Regions from separate parts of the Hordeum vulgare genome. Here region 1 is linked to region 2. Evidence: chromatin contacts called from public Hi-C data. All regions are on one chromosome and are shown on one strand. The core of a region is the stretch at or near the end of the contact, and the rest is flanking DNA. Distances in the headings are between cores, read along the strand shown. Region 1 holds the start of LOC123407543 (spastin). Region 2 holds the start of LOC123413545 (LRR receptor-like serine/threonine-protein kinase SIK1).

Region 1 (5,362 bases), core at 187-2,686, 140 kb after region 2:
AAAATACAGTTGATAACCTCAATATGTAACTATGTAACCCAGGCATCTAGCTAGCTTTCCTTTTCTTACAACAACTTATTTTGATCAATGTTTGCTATCGCAGGTAACAAGTAGTCAAGTAGATATAATACTAGCACTCCTAATCGTAAGAACTCACAAGAAAAAAATATTCATAGCGAGCAGACTTGGATTGATAAAGTAGAACTGCAGCAGTACCAAATCAACATATCAGTAAAACGCTGTTAACCGGGAAGGAAGCAAATAACAGGCCACGATCATTTTTACTAGAACACTAGGTAGAAGACAGTTCAGAATGTACCAAGTAGACACTAGGCAGTTGAAACTATCAGGCAAAAGTAACATGTACCACGTGTGAAAAATCAACACTAGAAGCTTATACCTTATTGGGGACTGGTGCAGCCGCTCCTACAATGCCAGAAAAAAAAAAGAGTTAACACCCAATTAATTGAAGTCCACAATTGGAACAGTAGGGAAATGTATGTAGGACCTATGTGAACAATCAAACTACTGGAAGTTAACTCCGAATGAATTATATTCCACAATCGCAAAAGTATGGCAATGTACAATTAACAAATGGAATTATATATTACCTCCGTCCCAAATTAGCTGTCTTAGATTTGTCTAGATACGGATATACCTAACACTAAAACGTGTCTAGATAATCTAAGATAACTAATTCGGGATGGAGGGAGTGGGTATGAACCCCTAAATTTCACACAATCCAGTGATTAATAACACAAAAAACTAGAGGTATGGCTGCAAGAATATTGGCTTCTTCTAATGTTTTTGGACTGAGAAGTGCAAACACATCACTGAACAAGTTTCACATGTGCACAACATTGAGAAGTGAGCAAAACTGAGGAGGAGGAAACGAAGAGGGGCGGAGAGGCTCACCGCTCCTCCGGCCGAGCACCCTGAGGCGCTCCTCCACCTGCGTCTGCCACTTGGCGATCTTGTCCTGGTACACCCTGACCTGGCCCCTCTCGCTGCAAAACCGAAACGCGCACGCCGATCAGCGACCGCAAACCCTAGCATAAATCTGCCGGAGGGAAGGGGGAGGGGACAGCTGACCTGGAGGAGACGGCGTCGGGGACGCGGGCGGCCTTGGCCTCGAGCATGACGCGGAGGGCGCTGCGGTAGTGCGCCTCGGCGTCGTCGGGGAGGCCCCACTCCTCGGCGCGCACGGCCTTGTCGATCTCCTCCTTGGCCAGCTCGAAGTAGCCCCGCAGCTTCACGGCCACGCGCTCCCCCACCACGGCCGCCGCCGGCGCGTCCATGGCCGGCGCTGCGAAGAGGAGCGACGAGAGGGAGTCCGCGAGCGCGCGGAGGAAGCTCATGCGCCGCCGACGGGGGGGAGCGTCATCGGAGATTCGCCGGTGGAAGTTTGCGTGGGGCCTTGGGTTGGGTTGCTGCTGTTGGGGGAGAGAGACCGGAGAGTCTAGTCCACTCGGCACGCGTCTCCGGTGGGCCGGGCTCGAAGGGCCCACGCTGCCATTTCTCGGGCTAGCTTAACTATGTTTGTCTTGCTCCCTGGGCCCACATGCTAACGCTGCTGGCCCGGCCCACTAACAAGCAAATTCTATTAGAGCGGGGAAAAACACCAAAAATTGAGTTATGAGGATTCGGAACGGTGCGGATGCATACGAAAACAGGTTAGGCTAACCACTGGAGCTACTGACATAGAGTAACGGGGAATACTAAAGAACAAACTAAAACCGCGTTGTAACAAAATTCGGGACTTCATAGATTTCATAAAGGGCTCACCAACATTCGAGGAATTCAAATAATTTGTTTCCAAAGGAAAGGGTTCACGTGTTAAAAATGATCATGAAATAATGAAAATAGTTCACTATTTCTTGAAGAAATTCCATAAATTGAAAAAGGAAATTCCTGAAAATTGAAAACAAATCAGTAATTTAGAAAAGTTGACGGTTTCGACAGGATTCATGGAGAAAAGTTCACGAATTTGGAAAAGTTCATGAAATACAAAATAGTTCAAGAAAAATGAAAAAAGTTCGCTAATTTGAAAAACCATGTTCACAAATTGAAAAATTTAACACGGGTTTGAAAAAGGTTCATGGATTTGAAATGTTTAAATATTTAGAAAAAGTCCATGCAATTTTCAAAATTTCCCTAAGTTTCTAAAAATTCATCAATTGAAAAAGTTCATCGGTCATGGAAATAGTTTATCAATTTTGGAAGAATACAAAGATCATCAATTTTTAAAAATAATTCATCGGTTTTGGAAAAGGTTCCATTGATTTTGAGAAATATTTATTCAATTTAGCAAAAGAAATAGCAAAGAATAAAAACAAACTAGAAAAAAAAAGGAAAAGGGAAAAGAAGAAAGAGGAAAGAGAAAAGAAGATGTAACTTCGCACGTCACGTGATGGTGGTGGGATGTTTGGCGCAGCATACGAATGAAGAGGGGGTCGCAAGTCCGAAACACACATGCGCGCAATTTTTTGGACGTTAAAAAAAGAATGGTGACGGGTCGGCCCACCGCAAAGCAGATGTGTGTGTGTGCATTTGCAAAATGTGTTGTCACGAATGTGTGAAGTGCTGAATAGGAAATGTCGTTTGTCTTCCCCTCTAAGAACTATGTTTGTCTTAAAAAATATCTAACTATGCTCTATCTAAATATCTACGTGGGGTTGTCTCAGAGAAAAATTGTCTACATGAGGCCTCTGGGCGACTCGCACATGCAATGATGCAATCGACCGACTGGGTCAACCTAGAAGTATAATGCCACTGTGGCTACGGAGCATGTGAACTATTAGCGGAGAGCTCCTAATCCATGCCTTATGAGCCCGCTAGGAGTCTTGGGGCCCACTAGGATGCATTGATGGGCTCTCCCATATCACCACTCGCGATCCAATTCCTCGACAGGGTGCATTGGGTCTTCGCTGATCGCATGCCTAGATGATGGTTAAATTAAAAATTATTTTATTCTTTCTCCAAAAAATCTCAAAATTTCAAAACTTTCATAGACTTTGAAAAAAAAAATCACAAAATTAAGCAAAAACACGAATTAGAAAAGAAAATCATGATTTTGGATTAAAGTTTATAAATTTTGAAAAAAGTACATCAATTTGAAAATAATATCAGAAATTTGAAAAAAGTTAACCAAAAATGTAAAAAATTATTAGTTCTGAGAAAAACAAACTATCGATTTGGAAACGAAGTTCATAATATAAAAGCAGTTCATGAATTTGGAAATGGTACATCATTTTTCTTTAAAAATACATTAATTATCATAAAAAATCATTAAATACAAAAGGGATACATCAATTTTGAAGAAAAATACCATGGATTAGAAAAAAGCTCATCAATTTTCAAACAAAAGTTCATGAATTTTAAAAAAACTTGCATTTTAGAAAATAAATGAATAACCAAAGTACAAAAATGAAAAATAGAAAGAGTAAAACAAAACAAAACAGGAAAATGCATTCCTCCGGTGTGGATTTTAAGAATAAAAGAACGAAACTAGTACATGAGATCGGGTTGCCATGTTGCTTATTGTCATCCGTACGCGAAAACCTGAGGAGCGTGGTTTGAATCCCGCGTGGCACTCTTTTTAGGGCAGTACTAGGAGCTGGTGCGCCGGTCCGAGCGCTCGCGCCGGTCTCAGCCCAGTCATCAGATCCACGGGCTGCACTGTTAGATCTCCCATGCAGCAAATATAGGCCATGACGCAGCAAATTTCGTCGACGGTTGCAACAAAAATATGATTGTAGCAAAAAATATCAACGTGGTCGTAGCAAAAAAAAGGACGTTGATGATGCATGATAGCAAAACAAAATATGGGTTGTAGCAAAACAATCTGATGAACTCGGGTTGCAACTCTCACGAACGTGTATGCAACTTTTTTGATGAACGGTTGCAGCAAAAAATGATACCGGTTGTAGCAAAAATCAACACAATTGTAAGAAAAAACAAACGCCGGTTGTAGCAAAAAATCCAACAAACTCGATTTGCAATCAAACGTGGATGTAACTTTTTTAATGGACAAATTGTAGCAAAAGTAGCAAATTTAAACGTGGTTGCAACAAATCTGGATGAAAAAATGTTACAAGCCATGGCCAGCCAGCCATGCAGGCCACGCGCGACCGGCCAAACGATTCGACCTACGCGCCGGCTGGAAGCGTTTTCCCTATTTTTATGGGGGTTTATGAAAAGAGTGAAGTGGGCCGGCCGCTTGTAACAAACCTGAGGAGTGAGGTCAGGTTTGTAAACTGCAGCCGCTTAAGGCGCCAAACATGAAATGCCTTGGTAGCCAGGGGAGATAATCAGCACTTGTGACAACAATTCATGCTTGTGACAACAACAATTCATAGGGTCACAAACATATAAGAAACCAACAACAATACAGATCCAAATATTATTGTTTTCGTATTTTTTTGTCTTGAAAATTTTGCTTTTAAACAATATTCATAAATTTTAAAAAAATGTTTAAAATTGCAAAAACAAATTGTCAGGATTTAAAAAAATCATGTTTTCAAATTTTCGGCTTGGAATTACAATACTTTTTTTCTTTTTCTTGAATTTATTCAAAATTCTAGAGAACATTTCCAAAAATATTAATATTTTAAAAATATCTTCACTTTCTTGGAGAATGTTCGGAATTTGAATAATTGTTCATGCTTATGAAAGTTTGATTTTTTTATAGAAAATGATCGTTTAATGAACTGTGGACACTTTTCAAATTTTATGAACAATGTTTTCAAAATAAAACTAAAGCCGGAAACATTTTCGAAAATTATGATTATTTTAGAATATATGAAATTATTTTGGAAATTAATTTTTTTATGAAACTCTGAACAAATTTTCAAACCTGAAAATAAGTAACACTAAAACATTTTATGAAAATCGCGAACAAATTTGAAAAGAGAACATTTTTTGGAAATTATAATTAATTACTGAAATGGGAAACTTTGAAATCAAGATTAATTTTTTGAAACAAAAAAAGAAGCACAGAAGGAACAACCGTGAAAAACAAAGAACCAAAAAGAATTCTGGAGAAAGGTAAAACTAAACGAATCTAATAAACCGGTTCAAGGTACCTTCTAAAGGTTCCCAAAACCTTTTTTATACATGTTTAGCAATTTTTAAATCCATATTTAACATTTTTAAATATATGTTACTGAATGAGCTGTTGGATTTTTCTTATATGAGGGTGCTTGGATGCAAGAGACTAAAACTAGTCTGACTAAAACTAGTCTCTTTAAGAGGCTAAAGTTCCAAGCACCCCTGACTAAAGAGAGGCTAAAAACTAGTCTTGAGGCTAAAATCTTTTAGTCAGGGATACCCCTACTAAAATGTGTGTTAGTTCTCTCTCTCC
Region 2 (5,311 bases), core at 1,224-3,723:
GTTCCCTATGCTCTCTGGAATTGTTCCTGTGAGATTGTTTCCCCTCACATCACTGCGGATTTGGAAGAAATATCAGTACCGTTAATATCAGTTTGCATGATGATATAATAAAGCAGCATCTCCAAGTAAGAACAAAACTTACAAGTACCACAGGCCAGTGAGTTGGCACATGTCAGGTGACAAGGTTCCGGTGAGTGAATTACCCCTCAAACCTCTGAAAAATGAAGAGGATGAAAATGTCAGCATCTTCTTTTTATACCGATTGCCGAGCGAATCAGTAAGCAAAAATAACATGATGCAGGGGAACTTCTTACAGGTATTGTAGAACTTCATTCCAGTAGATGAGCCTTGGGATGTCCCCTGTGAGCTGGTTCTGGGCAAGATCTCTGTTCCAAGTAAACAATTGTACATCTCATTCACAAGAACCACATGGGGCAGAAAAGGAAAATGCCCCCACGATAAACACTTTTTAGGCAGCACAAAAGGGTAGGTAAGAAAAGGAAGATCATCAAGTCTTCCCAAGAATCCCATAATAAGTAGAGTCACGGGGAAAGAAAGGTACTAGGAAACTCACAAGATTTTGAGATTTGGAATCTGGGACAGTGTGGAAGGGATGGGTCCCGTGAGCTGGTTGTTCTTCAGAATCCTGCAGCCATAATAAGAGAGAAAAAGAAACATCATAACTCAAGCACTCTAAACCACAGAAACTTGGCTGCAATCTACAAACCACACAGAAGCAAAACTTAAACTAGTTTCATAGCAGTTATAACCCCAAAACATACTTTGCCCAAAAAAAATAATACAAAAAAAAGCAGATAAAAGCAAGCAGCCTCTCATTCCTTGGGATAACCCAAAACAACCCAAAGATGGGTGGAAAAGTGATCACAATCTCAGAAAAAAAAGGCATGTCTCTGCTAAAAGGCAGGCAAGATAAACAAATGATGATCCAGTGCTTACAAATCCTCGAGTTGCTTGAGCTTGGAGATGGAGAAGGGGATGTCTCCATACAGCAGGTTGAAGGACAAATCCCTGTATGTAGGACACACACACACAAGAAGAGGCACATGTCAACCGGTATAAAAATACTATAAACAAGAATCATCCATGTCTACAGCAAAAAGGTAGGAGTAGTATATAGAAGAATAAAAGAAGACCCGGATTGGGTGGCGTACAAGTATTTTAAGGAGACACAATCCCCAATCTCATCTGGGATTTGGCCTGTGAGCTTGTTCCCCTTGAGATCCCTGCGCAAGCAAAGGAAGCAAATCATTAGGGCTGAGATAAACTAATCCAATCTACTCCTAGGAGGGCGTGGTAGGCATGATAGAATAGTAAAGAGGCTTGTCACATCACGGGATGATGGGTCAAATCGGATGGATATTTTTAAAGAGAGAGGGGAAGATTCAGGCACAAAATCTTATGAAGATGCAAAGGAGGGGGATGGGGATGGGGATGGGGGAGGGATGGTGGTGTGTGCGTACAGGAACTGTAGGGTCTTGAGCTCCCCTATCGCCGGCGAGATCTCCCCTCCCAGGTTCAGATTTGACAGGTTCCTGCATTTTTTTATTTTCACCGGAGAAGATCAATCAGCCGTCAGAGATAGATAATACTAGTTCGTTTATAAGTAGCGAAACAAATATGTAGATGATTATGCAAGGAAGAAGCGAATGAATAATCCCATGAGAAAAGAGAAAGTACAGTTTTTTTTTATCCAGATATGCAGAGCAAGCGGGTTGCTTTCAAAGAGCAAGCCAACATCTTTCACACGCGGCGAGGAGCGGCGGCCGAGAAGCGAGACGACGGAGAGGGAGAAGCTTGTCGTCATGGCGTTCGCAATGCCGGCCGGAGGAGCAGGAGAAGAGGGGAGGGAGGGAGGGAGGGAGGGGGGACGTACAGGGAGAGGACGGCGAAGGAGTTGGCGTCGCAGGCGACGCCCCGCCAGGCGCAGTGGTCGCGGCCGCCGTCCCAGTCGGCGAGCGCGTTGGCGGCGTTGCCGAAGCCCGCCTTGACGTCCATCAGCGCCTCCCCGTCCCCTCCTCGGTCTTCCCCCTCCGCCGCCGCCGCCGCCAGCCGAAGAACCACCACCAGCACAGTCGCCGCCCACCGCCGCAGCGACGAGGGCGCCATTCCGAGGAGCAGCCCGCGCGCGACCTCCCTTCCCTTCCCGCCGCCGCCTGCGCACTCTCTAAGAAATCAAGAAACCTCCTTCCTCCCCGGACAGCCGTGGAAGCTGCTACTAGCCTACTACCACTGCCCCAGCACCGCCGCCGCCGCCGCCGTTCTTGCTCCTCCTCGCAGTCCCATCTGGTGAACGTATGGCGGAGTAGATGGGGGCGAGGGAGGGAGGGGGGGCAATGTATTTGTCGTGGCGATGGAGGTGGGGCGGATAGCGACGTGACTGCGGTTGCTTTCGGGGGGCAGCCGCTGCGCCGCGCTGCAGGGGAAGCAGAGCCGTGGTACCACCACCACCACCACCACCGAGTGAGAGGGAGGAGGGAGGCGGAGGGGGGTTAAGGCTGGCGGGGCGGGCCCCGCCCTGTCAGCGGTGATGGCCAGCTATGCGTGTACGAGCGGGGCCCGCCGCGTGGATCTCCCGTTTCCTTTCGAACGTCCTCGTGTCTCTTACCGCGCCGTCGATGACACGTGGGGTCCGCGGTGGTGGCCCGGTGGTGAGGTGTGATCGGACGGGGTGGCGGGCGGGGTTTAGGGGGAAAGGGGTTAAGGTTAAGATTAAAGGCTGGTTCGCGCGCGAAATGGGATCTCCCGCGGACGCTGCCGGTGGACCCGGCTCTTGTTTGTCGGACGGTGGTCATGCATGCATGCGGCGATCGTGGCGGCGTCGGTGGTGGCCGCCGCCGGCGGCGTACCGGCGGCGAACCGTTCGAGGCGAGGTGGACGGCGAGAGGGGGGAGGTCGGGCGTGATCCGTGCCGGGCATGGAGCTTGGGTACGTGTGGTGTGGTGTGGCGTGGCGATGGTACTACTACGTTCGTGGGCGTGCATGGATGTTGCGTGGCGGGGCGGGTTGCGTTTGATTGACTGGCTGATGGATGGGGCTGGGATTGATTGTGGTTCGTTGGTTAGATGGATGGGGGTTCGGCGGCTCAGCGCAAAGCAACGCTGCCATACAAGGACGGATTGTACAAGACATTCAAATTTGGTTTTGTTGAGAACTAGTAGCAGTACTGCTATACCTTGGTTTGGTAAAGGGCGTAGCCTGAGATTCGTTCGCCATTGTGTTGTAAAAAAAAAAAAAAGGGATTCGTTTGCTCGTTGGACATACTTTTCGGAACCGGCTTGGGGAGGTCCCACACACAATAGCCCAGAAACCGAACAAGCCTCCTCCGGTGAGGGTGTGAACGTCGCGTGGGTCGCTCTAGCTCGCCGCTCCAGAGCCAAGGTTCGACTATTTACGTCGGACGGCGTCCCCCGGCCCTAGCCACACCCGCTTCCTCCCTCTTCGCGTCGTCGGCCCGAGATCATCCACTTCTCTCCCTCTTCGCCTTCATCCTCCCTCGCTGTCCCCTTCCGCCATGGTCGAAAAAGATGACCACCTGTGCTATGCTAACGCCGGAGCGGCATTTTCAGATGCTCGAGGAGATCTGGGCTAGGCCCGCCGCCTAGATTGCAGCGGGCCTACCTCTGAATCGTTGGAGCCGGAGGAAGAGGAGGGGGAGCAACAACCGGTGCCCATGGAGGAGCATGAGGAAGATGAGGATGGGGCGGAGCCGGTTGAAGGCTTCACCATGGAGGACGCCATGACGGAGTTTGAGTTCGCCCAAAGTGGCAGAGATGATGGAGTAGACCGCGGTCCTGTAGTCCATCCAAGATTAGGCCTATGTCGAGGCCATCGAGTTGTTCATCCGACAAGAACGGGGAAGAGAACCTTTAGTGCGGTTAGAAGGAACAGTCACATTGCTCGATTAGTACTCTTCAACCCTACTTGAAAAATTCTACTTCCTTGATCAGTACCAAAAGAGGCATCAAGCAAGACATTCATACAAGCACGACACAAATGATGTCCTCCTGGCTACGGTAGTTCCTTGATCTAGTCTTCTTCATGTTTGCTTGTGTTTCCACAAGCTCTTCCTTTGTGGATCATCCTCCCTCTCACGACCATATGCCTTGTACATTGCTATGACATCACGTGTGATTCATCATGAAATTTGCGGGGTCATATTTCATCAACACTACAATCATCAAGGGCAAACACCTCACATGCGATCATTCCTAAATTGCATTACCAAACTTAATCCTGATCAATTTTGTGCCAAAGGTGCATAATAGTAATATAATCGCTGATCAAAGCTTTCATTTATTTAGAAAAGGAAGAATACCTCCAGCCGTGCATCGAAGCTTTCATTAACTTAATCAAGGAAGTTTGCTCCGCAATAAATACTACCCTTCCGTTTCAAAATATTTGTCTTAACTGAATACTAACTCTAATACAGTATAAACAGAGACATTTATTTTGGGAACGGAGGGAACTTGTGAGCCGCAAAAGACAAAGCAGAAGAACATCAAAAGCACGCACATGTACCCTGCAAAAAAAGGGAGACGCACATGCCCAATTAATAATTGCGCAATACCAGTCATTTTCAACAATAGGTGGACATTTGTAGAAGGCTAAAATGGATGAAACAACTAAGCCTTTAAATAATTACTCCCTCCATCCCGAAATATAAGACACTTTTTGACACTAATAGTGTCAACAAAGATTTTATATTTCAGGGCAAAGAGAGCACCTTACAACTAAACTAATTAAAAATGGTTATGTTAAGTTATTTATTTATTTTCCGCAAAAAAACTTGATTTATTTTTCTAAGGATTTCTCTAAGCACCATACGTTGCCATATGACATGAGGCTGTGTGGCTGATGCCGCCGTGGCAGAGGCTGCCGGTGGGCCCTTCCCGGGTGCCTCATATCCTGGAGTGTACGACGGGAGTGGGGATCATATATACCATAGCGCGTACGTAACGAACAACGTCTGAACCTGCAGCCGTGCCTGCACTGTATGCATGCTCTCCATCTGTGTGGCATGATCAACCGAGCTTAACTATATGTTAGGTTGTACGGCCGTCCATGAATGTTGTGTGGCCGATCAGCTTAACTATATGTTAGGTTGCCTTGATTTTGGTAGACCATGCTTGTGTGGTCTGTGTCCTTTGGACCCATGGTTGAGAATGCCGAAAATCATAACAGCTACTCCCTCCGGTTCTAAATATAAGTCTTTAAAGAGGTTTCATTAGTGGACTACATACGGATGTATATAGACATACTTTAGAGTGTAGATTCATTCATTTTGCTTCGT

What was found. A called contact is a pair of places that touch in the nucleus more often than the background predicts.
Region 1: a Hi-C map of seedling shows a contact between it and region 2, with 2.7 times the contacts expected there. The contact joins the promoter of LOC123407543 here to the promoter of LOC123413545 in region 2. A contact is called at or near these places in 2 of 6 Hi-C or Micro-C datasets (leaf and seedling).

Annotation. Positions count from the first base shown.
Region 1 is chr7H:19,014,038-19,019,399 of MorexV3_pseudomolecules_assembly, forward strand. It overlaps LOC123407543 (spastin), which reads right to left and starts at 1,437. Exons shown (of 13, transcript XM_045100709.1): 1 at 1,093-1,437; 2 at 916-1,007; 3 at 401-426. The coding sequence starts at 1,358.
Region 2 is chr7H:18,872,495-18,877,805 of MorexV3_pseudomolecules_assembly, forward strand. It overlaps LOC123413545 (LRR receptor-like serine/threonine-protein kinase SIK1), which reads right to left and starts at 2,474. Exons shown (of 26, transcript XM_045106477.1): 1 at 1,895-2,474; 2 at 1,482-1,553; 3 at 1,173-1,244; 4 at 958-1,029; 5 at 575-646; 6 at 315-386; 7 at 143-214; 8 at 1-52. The coding sequence starts at 2,127.